Linked DNA regions of Mus musculus: all the other regions are linked to region 4. A link is a contact called in public ChIA-PET and promoter capture Hi-C data. All regions are on one chromosome and are shown on one strand. Each heading gives the region's core, a stretch centred on a gene start, on an enhancer-like site or on the middle of the called end of the contact. The rest is flanking DNA. Distances are from core to core; before and after follow the strand shown. Region 1 overlaps Cds2 (CDP-diacylglycerol synthase (phosphatidate cytidylyltransferase) 2). Region 2 holds the start of Cds2 (CDP-diacylglycerol synthase (phosphatidate cytidylyltransferase) 2). Region 3 has its middle 53 kb from the start of Gm46766. Region 4 holds the start of Crls1 (cardiolipin synthase 1).

Region 1 (3,073 bases), core at 550-3,049, 550 kb before region 4:
CTACCCTGGTTTCCTCTAACTGTGTGAGATAAGGGAGTCTTTTTCCTAATGGAGGACCAGAGAAGGAGACCTGTGCTAAGTGTGGTGAACATGACCCAGCCTTCCTTCCCAGACTAGAGCTGCCACCTGCTGCAGACAGTTTTCCTGTACTTCTGAATTGTTTTTGTTTTGTTTTGTTTTCAGGGTTTTTTTTGGGGGGCGGGGAGGCAGGGTTTCTCTGTGTAGCCCTGGCTGTCCTGGAACTCACTTTGTAGACCAGGCTGGCCTCGAACTCAGAGATCCGCCTGCCTCTGCCTCCCAAGTGCTGGGATTAAAGGTATGGGCCACCACTGCCCGGCTGTTATTTTTTTTAAATGTGTATTTAGTTACTTATTGTGGGATGGAGGCATGTGTGTGGAAGCCAGAGGACAACCTTTTGCAAGTTGGCTCTCGTTCTCTGTATACTAGAGAATGAAGTCAGGCCATCAGGCCTGACAGCAGCTGTCTTCCCACTGAGCCGTCCTCTCGGCTCCACTGCTGACTTCAAAGCAAGCAAGCAAGCAAGCAAGCAAACACTTACAATGTGTGTGGGTGCTGCATGTGTGTTGGTCCCTGGTGTGGCCAGGCGAGCTCTTGAGCTGGGGTAACAGAAAGATGTGAATGCTGTACACTGAACTCAGATCTTCTGGAAGGGGAGGGAGCAGGCCCTCTTCACCGCAGAGCAAGCCCTCCAGTCCCTCATTCTGAGCTCTCTGCCCAGTATGTGCTGCTTTTATTACGGGCCAGAATTTGGGCTCAGGTCTGTCTTCAGCCCAGCATGGAAGCTGCTGTGGGGTGCTTCCCTTTGACAGCTATCCTGAGTGGAAGGAGGTGCCTGTGGGTTAAGGAGAGGCCAGAAAAACTGCAGGCTCTAGGTTCTTGGTGTGCTTGGTCCTGACCTCTGCCTGGCTGTAAGGGTGAGTAGCGGAGGTGGCCAGCTTCAGCATTCCCAGCTGTGGGTAGGAGCCTGAATGGGCATTGGCCTCTTGCCTAGCGGTACTCCTAAGAAGGGCTCCAAGGTGTTTATTTCAGAGACTTCCTGAGCTTGCTCATTGGAGGCTGGTAAAACCTGGGGAGTTCCCTTCCTTGAGGCCTGCTTCTTCTAGACTTACTCCGTGTCTTGGTCCCTTATCCCAGTCATCCTGAGGTAGTGGCAGCAGCCATAGTGCTTTGTGAGTTCTGTATCCTTTTCCTGACTTGAGCCTCAGGATACCTCTCTTTCCTCTTCTTTTAAGAGGAAGTAGAATCAGGTCAGGGAAGATGTATGTCAGGCTTGGGGTCCATAAAAGACTATTTTATTTATTTACTTACTGGAGACTATTTTTTGGTTTTCTAAATCAGGGTTTCTCTATCTAGTCTTGGCTTTTCTGGAACTCAATAAACTGAGAGATTCGCCTGTCTCTAGCTTCTGAGTGCTGAGACTAAAGGTGTGTGCCACTATGACCTCCTGACTTCTTATTTTATTTTTTAGACATTTCTACTGTATACCCTTGACTGATTTGGAAATTTGCTGTAGACCCATGCAAGCCTCAGACTCAATGCAGTCTCCTGCCTCATCCTTTTGGGAGCTGAAATCACAGGATTGTAGATACATGCCACCTTATATGGCCAGAGATTCTTAGCATCCTCTCCGTAAACCAACCCTCACCCTTCTCTCCCCACCCCCCATCACTAGCCTTTGTTTTTGTCCTTTCCTGCCTAGGAACCCAGCAGTCTCAGTGAGTCTCCTTGACAACGGGATAGATAAGTTAAAAATAACCCTGTGCTGGGCCTTCTCTGATGCTTGGCTCAGTTTCTGTGGCTTCTGGATGCTCCTAGAGTGTGTCTGTGGGTGGATTGCAGGTCGGGCAGGGCAGGTGCTTACAGTTTGAAGCCCTGAGGTTTAGGGATCAGAGCTACAATAGCCACCACGTGGCATTATTATCTAGTCTTACTACAGGTTGCCAGTAAGGTGTGAGTGTAAATGTTAACGAATGGAAAGTTGATGTTGGTGCCAGGACTTCACTTTCTCTGAGAGGAGCAGTCATGGAGGTGTTAGTGTTTAAAGCCTGACAGTGGAGTGGGACACAGCTCTGGCGCCATTTGCTTCTCTCTCCTCAGGGAATCCCTACACTGGACCGGAGGATATAGATCAGTGGTAGATAATGTTTTGGTCTTACATGAACAAGGCCCTAGGCTTAATTTCCCAGTACTGTAAAACAAGACAACACACAAAGGAACCCCTAAGGATGAGGGGGACCCTTACTGAGTCCTTTCATAAAATGAGAATATCAAAGTGTTCAGCTATCTTGGTCAGTGGTGATAGAGGCCGTGGTTCTTCCCCTTGGTTAGGTGCAGGTGCAGGAGGAGCAGGGTTTTCAGAAATGGACAGCTATTTCTGCGTGCTTAGGCTGACATAGGGGTGAGCCTGGGATACTTAAACGATGGCAGGCTCAGGGCCAGGCCCTCAGAAGTCAGTCACAGCCTCCTCTCTTTGCATTCTTTGGAGGCCATTTCTGTCTTCTTATACCTCCTCCAGGGTCCACGGTGTGGGGCTGTTGACAGATTGGGTATGGCATCCCTGTCTCTACTCATGTCAGAACACTGTCAGGATTACTGTGGCCCATCTATCTTGTCACCTCACTATGCCAGTGCACTGAGTTCTTTTAATGGGATCTCCTGTGACAACTGTTCACTTTTAGTAGTTCCCCAGCAGTTTTGACCTTTGCTCTTTATTTTTGCGTTGTGTAGGAATCAGAGTCCGAAGCAAAGCTAGATGGAGAGACAGCGTCTGACAGCGAGAGCCGAGCGGAAACAGCTCCCCTACCAACCTCCGTAGATGACACCCCAGAGGTCCTTAACAGGGCCCTTTCCAACCTGTCCTCAAGGTAACCTGGCTTAGTGTGCATGTGTCCATTGCTGGGTAAGACAGGCTTTTAGGGTTTGCGGCTCAAGGTTATTTTCTCTCCTCCATGTACACCCACTGTGAACATTTCCTTCAGTCCAGGAAGAACTAAGAAGTCTAAGACTCCTGACCCCCGCCCCCAAAACCAGTCCTCTTAACAACAGCTGTGTG
Region 2 (3,120 bases), core at 458-2,957, 580 kb before region 4:
GGAGGGACTTGAGTCCCTTGGAACCAGAATTATGGGCAGTTCGTCCTGTATGGGTGCTGAGAACCAAACCTCCTTCCTCTGCAAGAGCAATAAGTGCGCCTAACCATTGAACCATTTCTCTAGCCATGTATTCTGGTCTCAAACTTGCTCCAAGGAACTTGACGCCCTTAATTATCAGAAAATAGTCACATGATATTATCACCACCCTTCACCTCTATCCTTTTTCTTTTCCTTTCCTACATAGTGATAGGGTGTTGAAAGGGTGGAAGAAGAGGGTGGAGAAGGGTAGAAGAAAGAAAAAAGCCCACAAAGTAGCCAAAGTCTGGCTTCAAAAGGTATTTATTTCTAACAGAACAAAGCAAAAACCCAAACCCAACAAAACCAGCAAACACCAGTAGAGGAACAAGAGCACCCAAGCATTTGTGCAAAGCTGTTAAATAGCAAATAAAATGCAAAGACCAGAGGGCTGAAGTTTGTCTAAGTATTTTGCTGTTAATTTGAAACATCATAACAAGAATTTGAGAATGTAAGTCTTTTTCAGAACTCTTCCTATTTTCTGAAAACTCACAGCTCTGGTCAAAATCTCTAAAAGGAACCTGACCCTTGGTGTGGAAGACTTCTTTGAGATTGCAATCTGGCTAAGGACTGGGAGCCCTGTTTTGCATGAGAACAATGCTGGAACAGCACCCATAATACTGAATTCAGGCAGCATATGTGAACATTGGTTACAGCGTGGTAACAAACGTCTGAGTTCTAATTCTTACTCGTACCCTTGTAGCTGCTGGCTAAATGCTTAAACTAGGTCAGGAATAGAGGGAGGGGCTCCATAGGAAACATTCCTTTCAGCCCAAAGGTTTTCAAAGAATTAGATGTGGGTGTTAACTTACTCACAGAAGTTGTGGTTAACAAGAGCCAAACCTGAGGGTTTTTTTTTTTTTTTGAACGATTTATTTTTATACATGAGTACACTGTAGCTGACTTCTGATACACCAGAAGAGGGCGTAAGATCTCATTACGGGTGGTTGTGAGTCACCATGTGGTTGCTGGGATTTGAACTCAGGACCTTTGGAAGAGCAGTCAGTGTTCTTACCCACTGAACCATCTCGCTAGCCCATAGGTCCTGAGTTCTACCTTCAGCACAAAACAAGACAAAAACTTAAGACAAGCAATATCTTGGATGATGTTACTTGCAGATATCATATCCATTTCTAAGTGTTTTTTGTTGTGGTTGTTTGTTTTTTGATACAGGGTCTCAGTAGCAGTGGAACAGGTTACATAGATCAGATCCACTTGCCTTTGTCTCTGGAGTGCTGTGAACAAAAAAGGTGTGTGATTGGGACGAGACTATTTCTGAGTTCGGTGCTTAGACAGAATCAGTGCTCACTAAGTTACCAGCGACCATGGCTTGGCAAGGCAAAGTGAGCTGAAACAGGTTTCACCTCCTGCTATGATGTTCAGAGGTCCACCTGGTCTCTTCGTTTGGACTCCCAAGCTGAGAGCAGCAAGTCTAGGCCGCTACGAGGCGCTGTTGTCCCCCGGTAACAGGTTACCTTCTGGACCCAGCACTCGCGCGCGGGGACTTGCGGTAGGACGCAAGGACCCCATTGGTTCACTCTGCTCTTTTTCTCCCGCCCCCTCTAGGTTTTGTCCAATGAGTGTCTCGAACTCCGCTCACGCCCCCACCCCCGCCAGGCTGCCCCGCCTCCTGGCGTCTGGGGTTCCAGGCGGAGATGGCGGCAGTGCGCGTGCGCGCTGGCTCGCAGCTTCCCGGGAGGAGGAGCGAGCGGCCGCTGGGGAAACAGCGGCTCCGCTCTCCGGGCAAGGGCGGCGGCAGCGGTGCTGGGCGGGGCCGGGCTCGGGGCTAGTGGCGCTGCTGCAGGGGCTGTGCGAGGCACGGTGGGGCTGCGAGGTGCTCGGGCCCGCCGAGAGCCCGTGCTCACTGAGCCGACCCCCGCGGCCACCGTGCTGCTCACTCGGGGTGACGTCGCGCCGGGGTCCCCAGCATGACCGAACTACGGCAGAGGGTTGTCCGCGAGGACGCACCTCCGGAGGACAAGGTAGAGGCATCGTTAAGTGCGGAGGGGCGCGCCGGCAGCCTCGCCCTCTGACCTTTATCGCGGCCCTGGGTACCAGGCCTGGGTTGCGCAGAGGGTCGGCGGGTGTCTTTTGCTTGTGGGGACAGCGGTCTGCGGGCGCGGGGAGTAGCGCGTGAGCTCTGGAGGGTCTTCGCCTTCCCTAGGCCTTCCCGATGTGGACGCTGGACACCCCACAGACCTTGCTTGGGGCCCGGAGAGCGCGATGTAGGCTCACCGCTTGCTTTACAAGTATTGCTGTTGATTGGGGAATGGGGGAGGACTCAGGCCATAGCATTTGTCTCCTGGGAGATTAAAACCTTCTTTTGAACTTGATTAAAACATTAAATCTGTTGGTTCTATCAGAGAGGAGTCTTGATCCACTCCGTGAGAGGGCGGGTTAGTGAGCAGGTGTGTGCTCCCAATGGTGGGTTTGTTTACTGCGCCAAGTGTGGGCATTGATGGGGTAAAGGAGGAAGGTAAGGAGGAGGCCATTTTGGCAGGGACACAGCCAATGTGGGGGCGCTCCTTTGGTTGAAAGTGCGAGGTTTGTGTGAAGTTGAGAAAGGTGGAGGGTGGTTGTTTTACTGTGGACATTGAATGACGGACCGTATTTGTGGTTCGGATCAGTGAGTGATGAGTAGAACCGGCTGAGGTAGCCTGGACCAGAATGATGGAGACTGGTTAAGTCAGAGATTGTCAGCTTGTGACCTGCAGAAGCTCTCGTACGTAGGCCTGCGTGCTGATACGGAAATAAGGGTTCCGTTGAAGGTCTGTTTCTAGCCTGTCTTCAATAAAGGAGGAGGATATGCCGCGTTTCCCCTGATTAATAGTTGACAGAGTTTAGTATCTTTGTTTGCTTGTTCGAGACTGGGTTTCTCTTTGTAGCCCTGGCTGTCCTGGAACTTGATCTGTAGATCAGGCTGGCCTCCATCCCAGAGATCCTTCTGAGTGCTGGGACTAAAGGCACCCCACCCCCCAATGCTGTTTAAGGAAACAGCATCAAGCCTAAGCACCCACGTTTGACATCAGAACTTTTGTTTTAGAT
Region 3 (2,944 bases), core at 310-2,809, 530 kb before region 4:
ATCGACACTAAAGGTTTTGTTTAAATATTAAATCTTGCCCAATTATTTAAGTAGAAAGAGGGGGAAAAAAAAACCATGAATGGCTGTCAAGGAATCACTCACCCCACAGGTGCAGACCTTTCACAGTGTGACAAAGGGAGGGACTTCAGCATGTCTGTGTGCTGCCTGTCAAATGGTCACCTGTACTCAGCACAAGCTGTCTGTCTATCTAGCTACCTGCCCATCTGATTTATCTGTATCAGTCACTTTTCTGTTTGTTATGATAAGACACCATGAGAACAGCAACTTGTAGATGAAGAATTCATTTGGGCTTACAGTTGCAGAGGGGTAAGAAAGAGTCCAGGATGGAGGGGCGGCAGCAGGCGGCAGCCATGGTGGCTGGAGCAGAAGCTAATGGCTCACAAGCACAAGGCAGAGACAGGGAATTGGTAATGGTGTGTGGCTTTGAAACCTTTTAGCCCACCGTAGTGACAGACTTCCTCCACTAGGGCCACACCTAAACCGTACTAACCGGGGACCGAGTGTTCAAACATCCGAGTCCATGGTGGGTGGTTCTCATTCAGATCACCACACTGTCCGTCATCTAGTATGTATGTATGTATGTATGTATGTATGTAAGCATGTATGTATCCACCCAACTACATATCAGTTATTTATCTACCTACTTACCTATCATCTACCTATCCACCTACCTATCATCTATTTATCTATCTATTGTCCGACCTATCTATCTAATTATTATTTATCTATGTACGTGCCTACTTAACCTACCTATCATCTGTGTACCCTCTTACCTATCATACATTATCCATCTGCCTGCCTGCCTGCCTACGTTCTTACCTAAAAAGGTATCTGATTCTCCAAAGTAAGAAGACACCCAGAAAGCCAAGTAGAGAGAACCAGAGGGACCTGCTGGGGTGAGAAGTCGGGTTACACGATTGAATTTGGTTAGTGGATAGATGAGTGTTTATAGCAATAAAAGAAGTGTTTTGTTTTGTATGGAGTCCTCGATACACAGAAGAATTCTTGAGAAGTGGCCACCTTTAATCCTGACTATTTGTAAAGGAGAATGGCCTGGGGGTACATGCCAGGTCGTCTATCTCTGAGCTACATTCTCATTTCCTATACGATTTTTATACACATGTACAATTTTATAATATGTGCAATTTTGAGAGGCCCTGTAGTAGATTGGAGAACAAGAAATGCCTCCCTTCTGCCTCTGCCTGCCCCATCTTCCATTTGATGGAAATGCTGTCCCTGGTCTCTGCAGTTTGAGAGGCCTGAGTAAAACTCAGTTCCTATATGCATGCATGAGTGTTACAGCAATTAATGAAAAAAAAAAAAAGACCACACATTTGAAAGAGAGCAAGAGGTGGTATACGGGAGGGTTTGGAGTGAGAAAAGGGAAGGGGAAATGATGTGAGTATCTAAAAAAAACCATAACAGTAATAACAATAAACTCCAAACCAGCCAACCAAATCAAAACTGCAGTACTCTTTGCAGTCAGGCAGTGCTGCCAAAAGCCCAGGAGAGGGCAGCAGTGAACCAGGAGTCAGGCTCAAGCGCTCCAGCTCAGGACACAGTTGAGTAAGATCCAGGCCCAACCTCACTGTTTTCTTCTGCGTTGATGAGACTGCTCAACCACTTAGCCTCCTCTGCATGAAGCAGAGGTAGCTGAGAAAATATGCAAAGCCCTGCTCCAGTTGCTAGCAGCCGATAGTCACTGGCCAGAAGCTTCTGTTTGTCATGGGATCAGCGTGGTCTGAGGAGTGAATGCCTTTCTATGCAAAAGAAAGAACTGGCCTCAGTATTCCAGGGAAATTGGTGCTGTATTGCAACTGTTTGCACCCAGAAGGAATGTTTTGTCTCGGGAACAGAGAGGAGGGCAGGCTATAACTACCAGAGCTGACTTAGCTCAGGCAGCCTAGGGCGCATTAGGATGCCACCTGAACATCTCATGGCCTTGTTCCGATTCCCAGCCAGTGCTGGGCCTCCCTCACAGATCTCCTTGCACACCTGTAGAGGTGGAATGGCTTGTCCTTTCTGTTTCAGTTGGGGGATTGCTGACTGGCTGTGTGGCACTGGGCAGGTTACTAGCCCTGTCTGTGCTACCCCTTCTTCAGTGTAAAATGAGTAATGCAGTGTCTACCTGCATTAGTTATATTTCCTCATGGTATAATGCAGAGGCTCTCAACCTCCCTACTGCTGTGACCCTGTAATACAGTTCCTCATTGTGGTGGTTTGAAGAGGTTTGGATCCATAGATTCATGTGTTTCAATATTTGGCCAAGAGATTGGCACTATTAAGAGGTATGGCCTTGGGCTGGAGAGATGGCTCAGCGGTTAAGAGCACTGACTGTTCTTCCAGAGGTCCTGAATTCAATTCCCAGCAACTACATGGTGGCTCACAACCATCTGTAAAGGGATCTGATGCCCTCTTCTGGTGTGTCTAAAGATGGCTACAGTTTATTCGTCATATATATATATATATATATATATATATATATATAAAATAAAAATTAAAAAAAAGAGAGGTATGGCCTTAGCCAGGCAGTGGTGGCACACGACTTTAATCCTAGCACTTAGGAGGCAAAGGCAGGCAGATTTCTGAGTTCAAGACCAGCCTGGTCTACAGAGTGAGTTCCAGGACAGCCAGGGTTTATACAGAGAAATCTGTCTCAAAAAAAAAAAAAAAAAAAAAAAAAAGGTGTGGCCTTGTTGGAGTGGGTGTGGCCTTGCTGGTGGAAGTGTGTCACAGTATAGACAGTCTTTGAGGTCTCATAAATAAGTTCAAGCTACACCCAGTGCACAACAGAGTCTCCCCTGGCTGCCTGAGGAAGACAGTCTCTTCTACTGCCTTCTGATGAAGATGTAGAACTCTCAGCTCCTCCAGCACCAAGTTTGCCTGCATGCTGCCATGCTTCCTACCATGATGATAGTGAACT
Region 4 (3,166 bases), core at 641-3,140:
CAGAGAAACCTTGTCTTGGAAAACCAAAAACCAAAAACCAAAACCAAAAAAAAAAAAAAAAAAAAAAAAAAGAAATTAGTTACTTAACTTCCAGGAAACCAGGAGATGAATAACTAAAAAAACCAAAATACCCAAAAACTGAGTTGGGGAGATGGCTCAGTTGGTTAAGTCTGAGTAAGATCCTCATGTAAAAAGCCAAGGATGCTTCATTTGTAACCCTAACGCTGGGTGGAGGGAGGAGAGGCAGTTTCCTGAAGCTCCCTGGCCAGCCTGAACTGATGAAGCCATTCAGCATCAGCCTCTGCCCCCACACCTACACACATACAAAAAGCAGTGTGCGCTGAGTAACCAAAATAAAGCAAATCCTAGTATTTTACAACGAATATTTAACTGATAGTAAATGCAAAATGAAAATGAAATGAGGGATAATATGCCATAGAATACCATAGAAATATTAAACCCTGACTTGAAGGAACCAAGTGGTAGCTGATATAAATATGATCAAAGTCAGCTGGTTAGATTAGCTGCAAGCAGCTCCATCAGTTGACCCATCCATCCCAAAATGGGCCGATCAGACCACTGTATACAAGGGGATGACTAAGGCTAAGACTATATACAAGGGGATGTAACTCTAATTATGAACAGAAACTGACTTTGTTTTTGTTTTCGAGACAGATTTTCTCTGTGTAGCCCTTGCTGACCTGGAATTTACAGATATCTATCAGCCTCTGCCTCCCAAGTGCTGGGATTAAAGGCATGCACCACGGCCACCTGGATTTATCTTTTTACTTCTTTTTCTCTTTGTTTCATACCACTGCTTAGATTTTTCTTCTCTTTTCCTCTTCTTTCCTTTTCTTCATTTTTCTTTCTTCCTTTTTTAATTAAAAAGAAAAGTCTAGGCCTCTCGCAAAAACCAAAACAAAATAAAGATGATCTTGATAAAAAGCTCCTTAAGACTACAATCCTTAGCCGGGCGTGGTGGTGCACGCCTTTAATCCCAGCATTCGGGAGGCAGAGGCAGGCGGATTTCTGAGTTCGAGGCCAGCCTGGTCTACAGAGTGAGTTCCAGGACAGCCAGAGCTACACAAAGAAACCCTGTCTTGGAAAAAAAAAAAAAAAAGACTACAATCGTCAAATGTGATGTGGGCTTTACGAACAACTTCCAGGTGAGTGTGTGCCATCACAGACTGGGCTGAAGAACAGTGGAAAGACTGCAAGACATCACCACGTGGTGACCTTTCACTGGTTTGGTTCTTGCCCGACCTGGATTCAAGGCCCTGGGTTCAAGCTCAAATCTATAACAAAATGGTAGGTTAGGTAAGGTTATAACAGTGAACTGATTTGTTTCTAATTCAGACTTAGAATAAGCAGGTTTCTCCTGTCCACGGGCTTCTGTACCTGTAAAAGTAAAGGCAAATACAGAAGGCATGTTAGAGTTGTTGAGAGGATAAATAATGACACTATAACGCATACAGTAAGCACTTCCCAAGTAAACAATTAGTGATTGCTATTATTGACATTTCCCTTTGCTCTATTCATATGCATTTAGTGCTAAGGAAGCAGAGTAGGTACTTAACTACTTTGATGCCAACACTAATGCTTTACATCTCCAGTGATAATACAGAGCCATGCACACCAGCGGGCCACTTGGCATCAGGCAGGCCTGATATAAGTGGCTTCCTGTGGCCACGTGGCACTCGCTCTTGGTCTTCCCTACCTGTCATTCTTCTTAGCCTGCAGGCACTAGCGGCTCTACTCACTAGTCAGGTCTTCCTAACCTGCGGGCCTTAGCTGTTCGTGCTCGCCGCTGCCGCGCGGGGGCGCCGGTGAGCAGAGCGGCTGGGTGTCGTGAAAACGTCGTGAAAGCTGACTCCCTTGGCGGTTCAGGCCACCTGTATAAGCGGAAAGTGCCAGAGTGTAGAAATTAGTATGGAGCTGTCCATACGGCCTCGGCACCGCTCGACTTCTCTAGAGAAGCTGGCAGCCGGTGCCAGGGGCGTCTGAGTTCTCGACTCTTGGACTCCGTGGAGGCCACACGGCCATGTTGGCTTGGCGCGTGGCGCGCGGCGCGTGGGGCCCTCTTCGCGTGGCCCTCCGGCCTCCGGGGGCGCGGCTCGGCAGGGGCGGCTCCCGCAGGGCCCTGCTGCCGCCCGCGGCCTGCTGCCTCGGCTGCCTGGCTGAGCGCTGGCGGCTGCGGCCGGCCGCGTTCGCCTTGCGGCTGCCCGGCGCCGGCCCGCGGACCCACTGCTCGGGCGCGGGGAAGGCAGCCCCGGAGCCCGCCGCCGGAGGAGGAGGTGCCGCCGCGCAGGCCCCCAGCGCCCGATGGGTCCCGGCGAGCGCCGCCAGCTCGGTACGTGCGAGGGAGGGTCGGCGGGACGCAGGTGACGGGCTCGGCGCTCTGTCGCGACACTCACCCGGTGTTCTGGGAAGTTACGGGCAGCCAGGGCGTTCGATCTTGGTGAACTTCAGGGGTCCCCCGCCGGGTACAGTCTCTGGCCAAGTTGAAACCCACTGTAATCCCCTTGTGTGCACACCCGTTGCTGGGAGGTGTGTCTACACGTTGCATAGGTAAAAACAACCATCGCTCGTCTAGTTAATCTGTTTTTAATTTTTTGAAGTGAATCTTCAGGGTTAAGTTCGGCGGAACCATAAGAACGGCCCTTCTGTCCGTTTGTGCAGATTACATCATCCTTTGGTCTTTAGCAGTATCACGGAGGATAATTATCTGGCTTAGGTTGTAATGAAAAGATCTTTCAACTTTGTATTATAGAAAGCTTCAGACTATTCTTGACGTAACAGAAGGATTTGTTCACCTTGCCTGGTAAGATAACTTCCCAAGCAGGTGACACCAGAGCATGAGTGTGGCCCAGCTTTTGATGTCATGTTAGCAAGTCCATGCAATTATTACATCTTCAATTGTTAGGTCTTCAGCGGCCACTGTACTGCCCTGCTCTCCTCAGTTACACAGCATGGGCTGAGGTGGCCACACCCCGGCAGGGGTCACAGCTTCAGGCCTAGCTTTAAAACTCTTGGAGATTGAACGCCGCCGGATGCTTTGAAGTTGCCCTCAACCTGGCTGAAGCCCTTCCCAGCACAGTTGGCCGAGTATGCCACAGGTTATCTGGTTGGGTAATTTGAGATTAAGCTTTGTCGACTTTCACAAATG

The links. Promoter capture Hi-C pulls out the DNA fragments that hold promoters and counts their contacts. ChIA-PET counts read pairs in DNA pulled down with a chosen protein or histone mark.
Region 1: a contact with region 4 is called in an RNA polymerase II ChIA-PET map of memory CD8 T cells, with 16 read pairs. The contact joins the enhancer-like site here to the promoter of Crls1 in region 4. A contact is called at or near these places in 9 of 39 promoter capture datasets (the C10 cell line, the HPC-7 cell line, cranial neural crest and 4 more), 2 of 484 Hi-C or Micro-C datasets (cerebral cortex and pre-megakaryocyte-erythroid progenitors), 4 of 115 datasets of contacts at active chromatin or transcription factors (bone marrow-derived macrophages, embryonic stem cells, memory CD8 T cells and 1 more) and 4 of 9 other capture datasets (adipose tissue, embryonic stem cells, liver and 1 more).
Region 2: a promoter capture Hi-C map of pre-B cells shows a contact between it and region 4. The contact joins the promoter of Cds2 here to the promoter of Crls1 in region 4. A contact is called at or near these places in 20 of 39 promoter capture datasets (the 3T3-L1 cell line, 3T3-L1-derived adipocytes, the C10 cell line and 12 more), 1 of 484 Hi-C or Micro-C datasets (pre-B cells), 7 of 115 datasets of contacts at active chromatin or transcription factors (astrocytes, bone marrow-derived macrophages, double positive thymocytes and 4 more) and 3 of 9 other capture datasets (adipose tissue, embryonic stem cells and liver).
Region 3: a contact with region 4 is called in a promoter capture Hi-C map of hippocampal neurons, with 4 times the contacts expected there. The contact joins the enhancer-like site here to the promoter of Crls1 in region 4. A contact is called at or near these places in 18 of 39 promoter capture datasets (the 3T3-L1 cell line, 3T3-L1-derived adipocytes, the C10 cell line and 9 more), 1 of 15 datasets of contacts at CTCF or cohesin (embryonic stem cells), 3 of 484 Hi-C or Micro-C datasets (the HPC-7 cell line, cerebral cortex and pre-megakaryocyte-erythroid progenitors), 5 of 115 datasets of contacts at active chromatin or transcription factors (astrocytes, embryonic stem cells, memory CD8 T cells and 1 more) and 4 of 9 other capture datasets (adipose tissue, embryonic stem cells, liver and 1 more).

What each region holds. Positions count from the first base shown.
Region 1 is chr2:132,290,497-132,293,569 of GRCm38.p6, forward strand. Cds2 (CDP-diacylglycerol synthase (phosphatidate cytidylyltransferase) 2) reads left to right here. Exons shown (of 13, transcript NM_138651.7): 2 at 2,749-2,885. Among named protein-coding and RNA genes, the nearest start is that of Gm46766, 29 kb to the left of the region's middle. Within about 2 kb of position 1,800, at least 111 of the 459 cell types and tissues checked have an H3K27ac peak or open chromatin away from gene starts, as enhancers often do. A contact at or near this core is called in cerebral cortex, hippocampal neurons and memory CD8 T cells, where this site is marked.
Region 2 is chr2:132,261,441-132,264,560 of GRCm38.p6, forward strand. Cds2 (CDP-diacylglycerol synthase (phosphatidate cytidylyltransferase) 2) reads left to right here and starts at 1,708. Exons shown (of 13, transcript NM_138651.7): 1 at 1,708-2,057. The coding sequence starts at 2,004. It overlaps Gm46766 (a long non-coding RNA gene), which reads left to right and starts at 2,064. Exons shown (of 2, transcript XR_001783482.2): 1 at 2,064-2,300.
Region 3 is chr2:132,314,667-132,317,610 of GRCm38.p6, forward strand. No RefSeq gene overlaps it. Among named protein-coding and RNA genes, the nearest start is that of Gm46766, 53 kb to the left of the region's middle. Within about 2 kb of position 1,560, at least 30 of the 459 cell types and tissues checked have an H3K27ac peak or open chromatin away from gene starts, as enhancers often do. A contact at or near this core is called in hippocampal neurons, where this site is marked.
Region 4 is chr2:132,844,776-132,847,941 of GRCm38.p6, forward strand. Crls1 (cardiolipin synthase 1) reads left to right here and starts at 1,891. Exons shown (of 7, transcript NM_001024385.1): 1 at 1,891-2,350. The coding sequence starts at 2,042.